2 separate regions of the Ovis aries genome follow, and region 1 is linked to region 2. Evidence: chromatin contacts called from public Hi-C data. All regions are on one chromosome and are shown on one strand. Each heading gives the region's core, a stretch centred on a gene start, on an enhancer-like site or on the middle of the called end of the contact. The rest is flanking DNA. Distances are from core to core; before and after follow the strand shown.

The links. Hi-C and Micro-C count contacts between places; a contact is called where the count stands out from the background.
Region 1: a contact with region 2 is called in a Hi-C map of tail adipose tissue, with 1.9 times the contacts expected there. The contact joins the promoter of SLC9A8 here to the enhancer-like site in region 2. A contact is called at or near these places in 2 of 16 Hi-C or Micro-C datasets (both in tail adipose tissue).

Annotation. Positions count from the first base shown.
Region 1 is chr13:77,920,281-77,926,946 of ARS-UI_Ramb_v3.0, forward strand. SLC9A8 (solute carrier family 9 member A8) reads left to right here and starts at 2,907. Exons shown (of 16, transcript XM_012189330.5): 1 at 2,907-2,955; 2 at 4,846-5,024. The coding sequence starts at 2,942.
Region 2 is chr13:77,855,179-77,861,698 of ARS-UI_Ramb_v3.0, forward strand. No RefSeq gene overlaps it. Among named protein-coding and RNA genes, the nearest start is that of B4GALT5, 20 kb to the left of the region's middle. Within about 2 kb of position 4,498, at least 28 of the 54 cell types and tissues checked have an H3K27ac peak or open chromatin away from gene starts, as enhancers often do. A contact at or near this core is called in tail adipose tissue, where this site is marked.

The sequences.
Region 1 (6,666 bases), core at 1,657-4,156, 64 kb after region 2:
AGACTCTTGAGAGTCCCTTGGACTGCAAGGAGATCCAACCAGTCCATCCTAAAGGAGATCAGTCCTGGGTGTTCATTGGAAGGACTGATGCTGAAGCTGAAACTCCAATACTTTGGCCACCTCATGTGAAGAGTTGACTCATTGGAAAAGACCCTGATGCTGGGAGAGATTGGGGGCAGGAGGAGAAGGGGATGACAGAGGATGAGATGGCTGGATGGCATCACTGACTCGATGGACATGAGTTTGGGTAAACTCCAGGAGTGGATGATGGACAGGGAGGCCTGGTGTGCTACGATTCATGGGGTCACAAAGAGTCGGAGAGGACTGAGCAACTGAACTGAACTGAACCTTTAATGATGTTGAACATGCACTTTTTGGTCATCCGTATGTTTTCTTTTGGCCATCTTTATGTCCTGAATATTTATTAGAAGGACTAATGATGAAGCTGAAGCTCCAATGCTTTGGCCACCTGATGCGAAGAACCGACTCTTTGGAAAACACCCATATGCTGGGAAAGACTGAAGCAGGAAAAGGGGGCGACAGAGGATGAAATGGTTGGATAGCATCACTGACTTAATGGACATGAGTTTGAACAAACTCTGGGAGATGGTGAAGGACAGGGAAGCCTGGCATGCTGCAGTCCATTGGGTTGCAGAGTCAGACATGACAAATAGACTGAACAACAACGTCTCCGTTAGAACTTCTGCCCATTTTTTGATTTGGTTATGTGTTTTGCTTTTTTTTTTAAAATATTAAGCTGCATAAGCCATTTGTATATTTTGGAGATTAATCCCTGGTTGGTTGCTTCATTTGCAAATATTTTCTCCTATTCTGAGAATGAAATTAGAACACTCTTTAACACCATACCCAAAAATAAACTCAAAATGGATTATTTGTTCATTTTTAAATTAAATTAAATTACTTTTGGCTACGCCAATACATGTGGGATCTTAGTTCCCTGAGCAGGGATCAAACTCTCGGCCCCTGCATTGGAAGTGCAGAGTCATAACCACTGGAGGATCAGGGAAGTCTCAAGGTCATCTTTCTCTCTAGTTGCTACTTTATGCCAGGTACTAGTCTAGGTACTTAAAAGAGAACAAAACTTTGCCATTCAGAAGTTTATGTTCTCATGGAGAGAAGAACAATAACTGAACATTTAAGTAAAACATATAATATGTTCAGGGTTATGGAGGAGAAGAATGCAGAGAAGGGAAGAGCACTTGGATTTTAGACAGGTTGGTCAGGGAAGGCATATTGGACAAGAGAAAGGTAAACAGAAAGTGGGAAAGGTGGGTGTCAAGAAGCAAGTAGGAGCTGAGTATTCTTTCTTAAAAGGCTTTATTGATTTGGCTGCACCAGGTCTCAGCTGCAGCATGTGGGACGCAGCTCTCTCACCAGGGCTGGAACCCCAGCTGCCCGCGGTGAGAGCGCAGTCTTAGCCACTGGGCCCCCAGGGAAGTCCCAGGGCTGAGGATTCTTGACCAAGGGCCTGGCCAGTGCAGAGGTACAATTGATCCTGGTGTGTTTCAGGTGCCCCCAAGGAAGTCACTGTGACCACAGCGGAAAATGTGAGTAGGAGGGAGGGGACTGACCTCACAAGGCAGAGGGGGCAGGGTTGAGTCCTGGAGCTTCTCCACCTTTTTTTTCCCTCTGACTGAGACTGGAAGCCAGGGTACCTGGCTTAAGCAGGGCAGTGACTGAAGTTTAAAAGGTTCACTGGGGCCTCTGTTGTGTGTGTTTAGTTCCTCCGCTGTGGGAAAAGCTTAAGGAAGAATAGCAGAGTCAGAAAAAGGGTTTAAACAGCTATCACAGCTGCCGAGCTACGATGGTTTCCACCAGGGAGGGAAGTAGCCGCAGAGCTGGCATCAAAGCCAAAGGCCTCACAAGAAGGTACCAGCTCTCCAGGTGGGGGCCTTCCTACCCCTCCAACTTCACTTTGTTCTTTCCTGTTTCCCCAACCCCACAGATCACTGCTAACTGTGGTTTCCCAAGGACAAAAGAACAGAAAAAAAAAAAAAAAAACAAAACCAAGGGGGGCCTTGGAAATAAACTTTATTCTCCTTTCATTCTGCCTGGTGTCTGGAAATTCTTTAATAACCCACACAGACCAGGACACTAACCACGCGCCTGCATGCTCAGTCCTGTCTGACCCTTCGCGACCCTCATGGACTGTAGCTCACCAGCCTCCTCTGTCCATGGGATTCTCCAGGCAAGAATATTGCCCTTTCCTTCTCCAGGTGATATTCCCCACCCAGTGATCAAACCTGTGTCTCTTGTGTCTCCTGCATTGGCAGGCGGATTCTTTATCACTGAGCCACCTGGAACCACGTATAGGCGTCTGATTATTTGTTGAGACAATGAACAAATGAATGGAGGATTCATTCTTAAGATCATCATCCTCTATTTTAAAGATAGGAATACAGTCAGAACTCAATATATGTTTACAGATAGAATACTGCACAATTCTGCAAAACCCAGGTGGCTAGTCCTCTTTTGGGCTGGGGAAAACTGAGACTGGGGGGGTATACCCGTGGGGTCCCTCTGCTAAGCTTACTCTAGAAGCTTCCGTCCCACTTTAACTATGGTCAATTCCTGGACACCGGGAGGAAAGGGCGCGCTTTCAGGATGAGTCACAGTCAACTCAGGAGTTTCCCCAAAACGTCCCAACCCTGTGGAAGGGAACAGCCGGAACTTCGCAGGGCCAGAGGGGCCAAAAGAAGTGCGGCCACACACCCTGAAAGTTCCCCGGGGTCCTCCCACGCGCATCCTCCCACCCTCCGGCCATAGAGACGAAGGGACAGAAATGCCGGCCTCGCGCAGCCGAGACTCCGCCCCGCTGCCGGTCGGCCCGCCCGCGCCTCCAGCGGAAGCCGGAAGCAAAAGCGGGCCCTGCTAGCCCCGCGCTCGGTGGTCTCGGAGGCTCCGCGGGATTGGGGAGAAGATGGCGGAAGAGGAGTGAGTGGGCTTTTTTTCCTGGGCGGCTGAGGCGGCAGGGCTGGGCCCGGTCGGGTGACAGCGAGCCCTTCAGGCCGCCCTCCGGCCCCAGAAGGCGGAGCTCCTCGCGCCGGTTGGCCGGGACTGACCGTGCTGGCGCCTGCGAGCCGGGGGAGGGGCGGGCCTGGGCCGCGCAGCCCCCTTGAGGTTGGACCCTCTGGCTAGGTATCGGCCGTTGGTCGTAGATCTCGGAAGCTGCCTTGCGGAAACCGCAGCCCAGATTTCACTTTCCCATTTTTCGGTCATCTGCTGATTACGCAGCGCTCCGCCGCCTCCAGAAAGTCCTCCCCCCCCTCCCCCTTACGTAGCCAGTCCCCTCCTCCGTTGTAACGATCATGTTTTCTTGTTTCCTTCAATGAAATCCATTTATTCATTAAACTGGTGGCCATCTACTGTCGATCAGGCCCTGGTCACATGGTAGAGAGGGAGACCGACCCGGAGCCCTTCTCAAGGAGCTTTCGTTCTAGTGGAAAGAGAAGACCGTAAATAGACAAGATAATTTCAGTGTTCTGAAGGAAGCGGAATGGTACTGGGGTGGAGGAGGCTTCTCAGGAGCAGGTGACGTGCCGGATGAAGCCTTAGAGGCCAAAAGGAGGAATAGGAGAGGGAAGACAGGTGCAAGAAAGAGCTTAGTGCCTTTTGACACTAAGGACAGAAAAAAAGGAAGGCTGGAGTGTAGAGAGCAAGGGAGCTGGCCGTGTAAGATAAAGGGAGTGAGGTGTCTCCGTCCTTCAGTTGCCTCAGGAAGGACCACTCTTAGTCTTTTCTGCATACCTGCCCGGCACAGTCTGCTGCATGTTATAGAAGCCCGTCTTCGTGGAAGGAGTGTATGAAAATTAACAAGGAACCAAACCAACAGTTGAAATTTTACTCCCTCGCCTGACAACTTTTCTATATGTCTTTTAGCCTAGGGTCATTTCGTTCAGTTAGCTTACTTACTGACCATCTTGGCTGTCACAGACACTAAACTGGGCCTCAGCAGCACAAAGGAAAAGAGGTGGTATGGCTCAGTGATTTCAAGTTTGGATTCAAATTTGGCTTGATTCTGCCACCGACTTACTGAGATACTAGCCACATTAAGCCAGCAGGCGTAACAAAAGGGTCTCTGAGCCTGTTATTCACAGGTAAAAAAGAGAAAGTAGCAGTGTCCACCTCAGGCTTGTTATGCGTGTTAAATGCAGGTTTGTATGTTACCTGGTCCCCAGAATGAGGCTGTACTCAAAAAACATCAGTTGTTACAATCACAGCTGCAATGGTTATTATGTCATTATCACACTAGTTTACAATCCCAACACAATGTGAGGAGATAGCTGTGAGGAACATAGTGGTGGGGTGGAGTGGGGGTGTTACAGAGGGGATTATTTTGGGGCCATTGAACTGAGGTTGTAAAGCAGGGTAGGGCATTCAGACTTAATCAACAATTGAGTAAAATCTGTGGCTTCTTGCACATTCGATCTAAGGAAAAGAATGTAAACTGGAGAAGTAAAGGTGGTTAGTAAATGATGTTCGAACTTGGAATGTGATGAGACTCCAGTTTGCCTCCCTTTGTGCTGTGCTCAGTCCTTAAATCCCCGTTAAGGCAGCATTTGGTTCTACACTGGCCCTGACTCCCCCTTGTCCCTGACCTCTAAGTGGTTGTGTTCAGTGCACCTGAGGCCACCTGTACCCTCGTGCAGCAGCAGGCAGGAATCTTCCTAACCAGTTTCTCTCCAAGGCTTGCCTCTTGGTTGCAAGCCTTGTGAATGCCGTAGAGCTCCAGGCCAAAGTTCTCTTTCTGGTTTGTGTATGTGTTGATAACTCAGGGCCCTCTTTCCTTTGTCTAATTCAGCTGCTTTTTATGTTCTCCAACAGGTTCCCCAACACAACTCATGAAGGTTTCAATGTCACCCTGCACACCACCCTGGTGGTCACTACGAAACTGGTGCTCCCGACCCCTGCCAAGCCCATCCTCCCGGTGCAGACAGGGGAGCAAGCTCAGCAGGAAGAGCAGTCAAGCGGCATGACCATTTTCTTCAGCCTCCTCGTCCTAGGTGAATGCAGGTCTTCGGGGAATGTTCTCGGAAACACCATCCCCTGGCATTTTGAGCGTCTGTGTGTGCTATCTGTATGGTCAAACCCGGGTCAGCTACTGTTGACTTTGTCAAGTCTGCCTCTCATTTGACTTTCAGTTCATACACGGAGGGTCACTGATCAGTTCATGATGCTATAACTGTTTCGTCTCATAGTCCTCTTTCTTTATAAAATCATTGAGCTTAGTCATTCTGAAGAACGTCTTTATCATAGATGTCCTTTGAAACAAAGACAGAGAATTCTTGATCTGGAAAGAACCTTGAACATCTTCTAGTTCAGTGTATTTCAGATTCTGCTCATGAGTCTCTGTGTGTGTCTGTGTGACGGTGTGGCTGGGGGTCGGGGGTCACACGGCAAAGCATCTGACTTTCTGACCAGAGCTGCGTTTTGTCTCTTGTGTCCATTCAGCTTCCATGTAAACGTTCACTTAGTTAAGAGTTTTGCTGTGAGTGGAAGACCAGACCCCCTCGTGTTCGCACACTATTTTCTTTAACCTCTGTTGTTCCCGATAACTGTGGTCATGGCTTTTGCCATGTCTGTGTACCGCCTGTGCCGCTGTTTGCTGCTACTGCTAAGTCGCTACAGTCGTGTCCGACTGTGCGACCCCGGAGATGTCAGCCCACCAGACTCCCCTGCCCCTGGGATTCTCCAGGCAAGAACACTGGAGTGGGTTGCCATTTCCTTCTCCAATACAGGAAAGTGGAAAGTGAAAGTGAAATCGCTCTGTCGTGTCCGACTCTTTGCAACCCCATGGACTGTAGTCCACCAGGCTCCTCCATTCATGGGATTTTCCAGGCAAGAGTACTGGAGTGGGGTGCCATTGCCTTCTCTGTGCCGCTGTTTACTCACGTGATATTTTTCTTTAAAGAGATTCACTCTCTCAAACTTAAGATCTCATTTTATTCAACCTCCTTATTTCACAGGTGAAGAAATTTAGGCCCATAGAGTTTAAGTTAATTGACAGATCTGTTTTAGGGGAGACTAGAGGCTAATTTTCAGGTTGCCAGACATCGGTCAGGAAGTTTAGATAAAAGGCAATTTGTTAGCTGCCTTGCAGACACTATGGACAGTAGACAAGTGTCTTAGACCAGAAAACCCAGTTAAAACTGCACAACCACTTTGGATCAGCTAAGAAAGAAATAACTTCGAGTAGGATTCTCCAAACTTGTTTGTAAAGTGAAGTTGGCACGTTTACATTTTATGCTCCTCTTTAATTATATTGAGTCATATTTCTAGTTAGATCTTTTCAGAAGAATGGAAGGTACAAAAAATATAAGAGTGCAGAGTATTTCTCTGATGGCAATTAGGATTGTTTTTGGTTTATTTTTTCGCAGAAAAGTGTAACTTCTTTCACATTTATATTTAGACTGTTAAGTAATTTTACTACATAATTTTATTTAATTTAAAATCTCAGAACTCATCCTTGTCTTTTATAGGTTTTTAAAAACTCTTCTTTTTTGCCATGCAGTGTGGTTTGTGGGATCTTAATTCCTGACCAAGGATCAAACCCAAGCCCTTGGCATCACTGCAGAGTCTTCTCCACTGGATTGCCAGGGAATTCCCATATAGTTTTAAAAAAGCTTTTTCCCAAAAAAGTACACA
Region 2 (6,520 bases), core at 3,248-5,747:
CCCAGAAGTTTCACTCTGAGGTATACTCAGAAAATATGTGAAACTATGTGTCCACACAAAAACCTGTACATAAATGGTCATAAGAGCCAAAGGGTGGAAACCTTAAATGCACATTACGCAGTGAAAGGAACAAATTTGAAAGGGCCACATACTGTATGATGTCAGCTATATGACATTCTGGAAAACGCAAAGCTATGGAGACAAGAGGGTTTCCCCGATGACTCAGTAGGAATGAATCTGCCTGCAAGGCAGGAGACGCAAGAGACGCGGATTCCATCCCTGAGTCAGGAAGATCCCTTGGAGGAGGACATGGCAACCCACTCCAGTATCCTTGCCTGGAGAATCCCCCTGGTCAGAGGAGCCTGATGGGCTACAGTCCCTAGGGTCGCACAGAGTCTGTCACAACTGAAGTGACTTGGCACGCACGCATACATCATTGCACATTTCTCCCAACCCATAGGATCTGCAATAAGAGCAAACATACAGGCCTAAGGTAAACCTTCGGGTAGCCTTCGGGTGATTATGAAGTGGCCATGAAGGTTCATCATTGATTAAAAAGAAAAACAAATGCGCCTTTCTGGCCAGTGATGTTGACAGTGTGCAAGCCTACGAATGTCGGGGGGGTAGGGTGGGGGAGTTTATGTAAATCTGTACCTCCCTTCCAATTTTGTTCTTTACCTAAAACTGCACTTAAACAAAACAAACAAAAATTAATATGCACCCAAACACATTCCTCAGGAGGGAAAAAGACATAATTTTAAACTATATATATAGTTAGAGTTACTGACAGAGGTGGAACAGAGAGTCACCTGGAACCCCACCAGATGGTACGTCATGAGCTGCAAAGAGCTCCCAGGAAGGACTGAGTGAGCGGCGGAAAAGCCAATTCGAATGTGTCCTTCCACTGCTCAAACTCTCCCATAACTCCCAGGCACCCTCGAGAGAGAATGTGAATACTCTTTGACAAGTCCGGCATGGCCTGGCCCTGCCTGCCTCTCAGTCCTCCTCACCGCTTTCCACTCAGTTTCTTTTCTCAGGAAGGTGGACCTCACCGGTTTTCTCTATGTCTCTTGCATGAGCCTCTCTCTCTCCGTCTTTCTCTCTCCATCCCCCCCACACTCCCTTTTCTCTGAAAACCTCCCCTCTTTTCCCACTCTCTGAAGCTAACATACACCCACACACCCTGCCAGGCTCAGCTCAGAGCGCACCTCCTCCGGGAAGTCCTGGGAGGTTACAGCTCCCACGGAAGCCCAGGGAAGGGACCCAGCTGCCAGTGGGAACAGCAAGGATGCAGCCTGTGTGGCTGGAGGGGAGTGAGGGAAGCAAGTGACGGCTACCAGAAGCAATGTGGGCTGGGGGCCATCGCAGAAGACCCTGCTGATCATGAAAAGCATTTTACTCTGAGTGAGCTGGGAGCCGGGACAGTCTTTGTGCAGAGGGTCAGCATCTGACTGAGGTTTCCTTTGGCTGCTGGGGAGTGGCCGGCAAGGGCAGAAGCAAGACCCAACACCCTCAATCAGAATTAACCTCTGCTTGGTCTATGGGCCCAGGATACATGCACGGACTGCTTTTAAAAAGCAAAAGCCTTCACTTCTGCTTCGCGTTCTAGCTGACTATAAGCCACAGGTGCTGAAACATGGTGGTTAACACATCTGGGTTGAAAAGTCCAGCCTCTCCGCCTAACGATTGGGTATTATTTAGTTTGTTGGAACCTCAGTTTTTTCATCTGTAAAGTGAGGTTGATAAATTACACTGACCTCAATAAAGCTATCGTGAGAATGAAATGAGCTAATCCATGGAAAGCCTGCCTGCAGCATGGTCAGTCTCAGTAGATACTAGCTTTGATTATGAAGTGTCTGTCTACACGACTCTAACAAGAACTCTGTGTGGATTTAACCTGGGTGTGCTGAAGCAGCTCTCAGGCTAAGTTTGCTGGAGGTCCAAGCCTCTGCTGACTGCAAGTGGTCTCCCCACCTCCCCAGTCCTGCTCCTCTGCCCCCTCCTTCCTATTCTCCTCCTTTTCCTTCTTGGGTTGTTGTGATTCTTGCAACAGCTTCCTGCAGAGTCTTTACGTGTTAACACTTCCAAAGGACTCCAGTGATCCATGGGTTTCCTGGACAGATGAAAAGACTGGCGGAAACATCAACTACAGGATGGAGGGGCTGGGGGTGGGGCCTCGGAGGTTTTATCTAAGGCACATCAGGATAGACAAACGGGGGCCCAGAAAGCTTAAGCCACTAGGCACACGGTGAAAGGGTTAGGGACGGAACTGGGGCAGGTACCCAGGTTTCTTCTCTCCAGGGCTGAGGTACTTTGGTTTCCTTTTATAAATTTTTAATTACACAAGTAAGGCAGTCTCCTCATTTTTAAAAAATTCAGGTGAATGTAAAAAGTGTCTTAACAACCCGTGCCGTCTGCCAACATTCTTTATCCAGGCACCTGCTCTATTTTTCATCGAAGCCTCAGTTTCCACTCGACATATCACCCACTGGAAAGCAAGAGGGCAAGTAGTTTGATCTGCTCTACTCCTAGCTGTGGTCTGGGTGTAGTGCGGGTACAGTCGGTGCTCGATAAACACTGTTCCCTGGCAGTCGGTCCGGTAGCTAAGACTCCCTGCTTGCAGTATAGCGGATGCAGGTTCAATGCCTGGTCAGGGAGCTGAGGTCCCACATGTGGTGTGTCGCAGTCCAAAAATAAAGTAAATAAACAGAAGAACAAACGAGACCCTTGCCTCCTCCTCAAAAGGCAACCGCTATTATCAGTTTGGCTTTTTCACCCATCTAGACCAGCACCATCCAATAGAATGTTCTACACTGATGAGCCAGTCAGTGTCCACAGTGTCCAATATATTAGCCACTGGCCACAGGTGACTTACTAAGCACCTGTATGTGGCTGATGCCATGGAGACACTGAATTGTTTATTTAATTTTAATTAAACTTGTAAAATGAACTTATATTTAAATGTAAATAGCTACGTCTGGCTACTGACAACCATCTCAGACGGCGCTATCTCAGACATTTTCCCCTGTGTATTTACATATTTATGTTACCCACAGACTGTCTTGCATATTTGTGCTTTGCATCTATGTTCCTGTTTGTGTGTCCTTTGGCTTCTTGCTTTTTGTCACTGAAGATTATATTTTGGAAGTCTTTTCACATCAGGCTGTATAAATCTGCCCCTTTCTTTTGAACTGCTGCTCAGAAATCCACAGTGTGGGTCTACCATAACTTGTTTAGTCATTCCCTACTGAGAGGTATTTAGACGGCTTCCCATTTGCCATTATTAAAAATAGTGCTTCAATAAATGCTATCATTTCTATCTCCTAGGGCACAAATGTGACCTTTGCTGTCTGGTGAATATCAATAATAATAGCTATTTGAAATAGGTAACTAATGAGAACCTTCTGTATAGCATAGGAATCTCATTGCTCACAGGAAACCTAAACGGGAAGGAAATCCAAAGAAAAGAGGAATATGTATACATGGCGGCTGAATCACTTTGTGGTACAGCAGAAATGAACACAACATTGTAAAGCAACTATACTCCAATAAAACATTTTAAAATAATAATAGTTAATGGCAACCCACTCCAGAATTCTTGCCTGGAGAATCCCATGGACGGAGGAGCTTGGTGGGCTACAGTCCACGGGCTGCAAAGAGTCGGACACGACTGAGTGACTTCACTTCACTGTAATTATAGTAAAAATCACTTGCATTTATTGAGCCTTTAGTATGTACAAGGCATTGTGCTAAGCCCTGTACATGCGTTAAATGATTCAATTCTTATCCCAATCTAAAAAGGGAGGTTTTATTATTATCCCCATAGTACAGATACAGAAACTGAGGCACAGAGAGGCTCAGCAGCTTGCCCAGAGGCACACAGTCAGTAAGTGGCACTGCCAGAATTTGAACCTGGGTGAGTTGTGTGTTCAACTTTGGTTTTCCAAGCTCCTGCCAAACTGCTGTGAGGAGGGTATGCATCAGTGTACACACAGACGCGGGCCAGGCACCTGCAGGCCTGAACTGCCGCCTCCGTGGTCTCTTTTCAGAGCGGAGAGCCTGCGTGAGACATGCAGCCCTGGAAACTTGAGGGCTCGGCCAGGCGGCCGTTCGGATCTGTTATTTGGGCTGCGGGTGTGTCCCCAGCAGTGAGCTCCAGGTGACACGCCCGCATCTTGCCCCCTTCCCTGAGAGGTCCCAGGCCTTCCTCCCCAACCAGCAGTGAGCTGGATGACATAAAGATGAGAGCAAGAGAGAGGCGGAGAGAGTGGCAGGCAGACTTACGCAACCAGTGGAAAGCGATACAGGCCGACTTGCTGATTGGAAACAAGCAGAATAGGAGTCAGGCAGAGGTTTCCTGGAATCCAGGTCTAGGAGCTGCCAAACGCGGGCCTCCTCTCCCAGGAACAATTGAATGTCACTGGGGTAACTGAACACTGCTGGAGACAGAGGCCGCCTGCCCACAGCCTCACAGAGCAGCCTGTGTGCGCCAGGCCGGGCTGCAGAGGAAGAAAGGGCCTGGCGAGGCGCCCCGCGGGGCCATCTGAGGAGACGCTGCACTCTCTAGACCAGCAGACGCTGCTGGTCCTGCCTTTGCTGAAACCCATCTGGCGGGCCAGCGGCTGGGGGATTTCCAGGGCGAGTCTCCGGCACATCTAAGGAGCAGAGCTCTAGCCCAGTGTGGTCGTTCAGTCACTCAGTCATGTCTGACTCTCTGCGACCCCATGGACTGCAGCATGCCCAGCTTCCCTGTCCTTCACCGTCTCCCAGAGCTTGCTCAAACTCACCATTCAATCGGTGATGCCATCCTACCATCTCGTCCTCTGTCGTCCCCTTCTCCTCCTGCCTTCCATCTTTCCCAGCATCAGGGTCTACTCTAGCACGTTGGGCAGCCCCTGAACTCAGAAGCCAGGATACCTGAGTATCAGGATGAACTGGGGAATGACCCTGGGCCAGGCATAACCTCTGAGTCGTCTCCTTATTGGAAAGAAAATAAAAACAGGAGAACAGGTTCAAATGGGATTGCTACAAAGGAGATAAAAATGTTATAAGACCCAAATATGACTGAGGTCCACCAAAGTTTTAGATAAAAATCACTTGGTAAATATCTGAGGGCCACACAGTCTCTGCCATAACTGCTCAACTCTGCCATCGGAGGCTAAGGCAACCATAGGCAGCAAGAAAACAAACAGATACAGCTGTGTGCCAATAAAACTTTATTTTTGTATACTGAAATTTGAATTTCATATCATTTTCACGTGGCACAAAATGTTGTTTGGCTTTTTACTCTTTTTGACCACACTGATCAGCTTATCGGATCTCAGTTTCCCAACCAGGGATTGAACCCTGAGTCACAGCAGTGAAAGCCTGGAATCCTAACCACTATGCCACCAGGGAACTTTCAGCTTTTGAGTTTTGTAAACCATTAAAAAATGTATAAAGAAACCTTAGCTCAAAAAAAAAAAAAAAAAGGAAATCTTAGCCCTAGAGGTGTACAAAAACAGGTGATGTCCTCCCAAAGGACCCGGCTTTGGTGTGCAAGCAGGCTTTTAATTTATATTCAACTATAAATATGTCACTGGAGAATCAAACTATAAATCTCCCATCTAGGAAAACAAGCAAACAGGCAGCAGGCTCAGCACAGAGTTAAACACAGTATTTGGCACATGTAAGTGCTCCAGAACATTAACAATGATCACACCGAGGGGAACACTTAGAATATGTAAAAAGTCGATACAGGTGACTGTGCATGCATGCTAAGTTGTCCAACTCTCTGCAACCCTGTGGACTGTAGCCTGCCAGGCTCTCTATCCATGGGATTCTGACCCAGCAATCGAACCCTTGTCTCTTATATCTCCTACATTAGTGAGCGTGTTCTTTACCACAAGTGCCGCCTGGGAAGCCCCATAAGACTTTAGCAGGTATAATAATAGTGGTATTTTAGAAAAAAATTTTTTTTTTCCGGAGCTGAGAAAGGTTTGTTGCAAGAGCCGTGCAAGGAAGACAGGTGGCCCATGCTCAAAAGGCCTGAACTCCCCTGTGGGTTTTGGGGAAGAATGTTTATAAGCAAAATTTGAGAGGTGGTCTGCAGGATGTGTGATCTTCCTCTGATTGGTTGGTGGTGAGGTAACAGGATGGTGTTCTAAGAATCTCAATCGTCAGCTTTCTGGTTCCAACCAATGTGGGGTCCAGGGCTTGTGCTCAGCCTGAAGTTGTCATTCTGCATCATGATGGGGGCTTTAGTTAGTGTAGAAAAACTCAGAGATACATACCAGATTGTCATGTGAGTATGTCCTTGAGGAGGAACCAGGACCCTCCCCATCCATAGCTAACATTTATTAAGTCCTTGCTCTGTGCCAAGCCTTGTCCAAAGCGCTGTACTTATATGCATGTATTCACTGATCACTATAATCCTATTTTTAGGCCCATTTTACAGATGGGGAAAGAAGAGAAATTAAACAGCAAGGCTAGAAGCTTCACCATAGAATCTAATTCCAGAGCCCACATTTGCTTATACCCA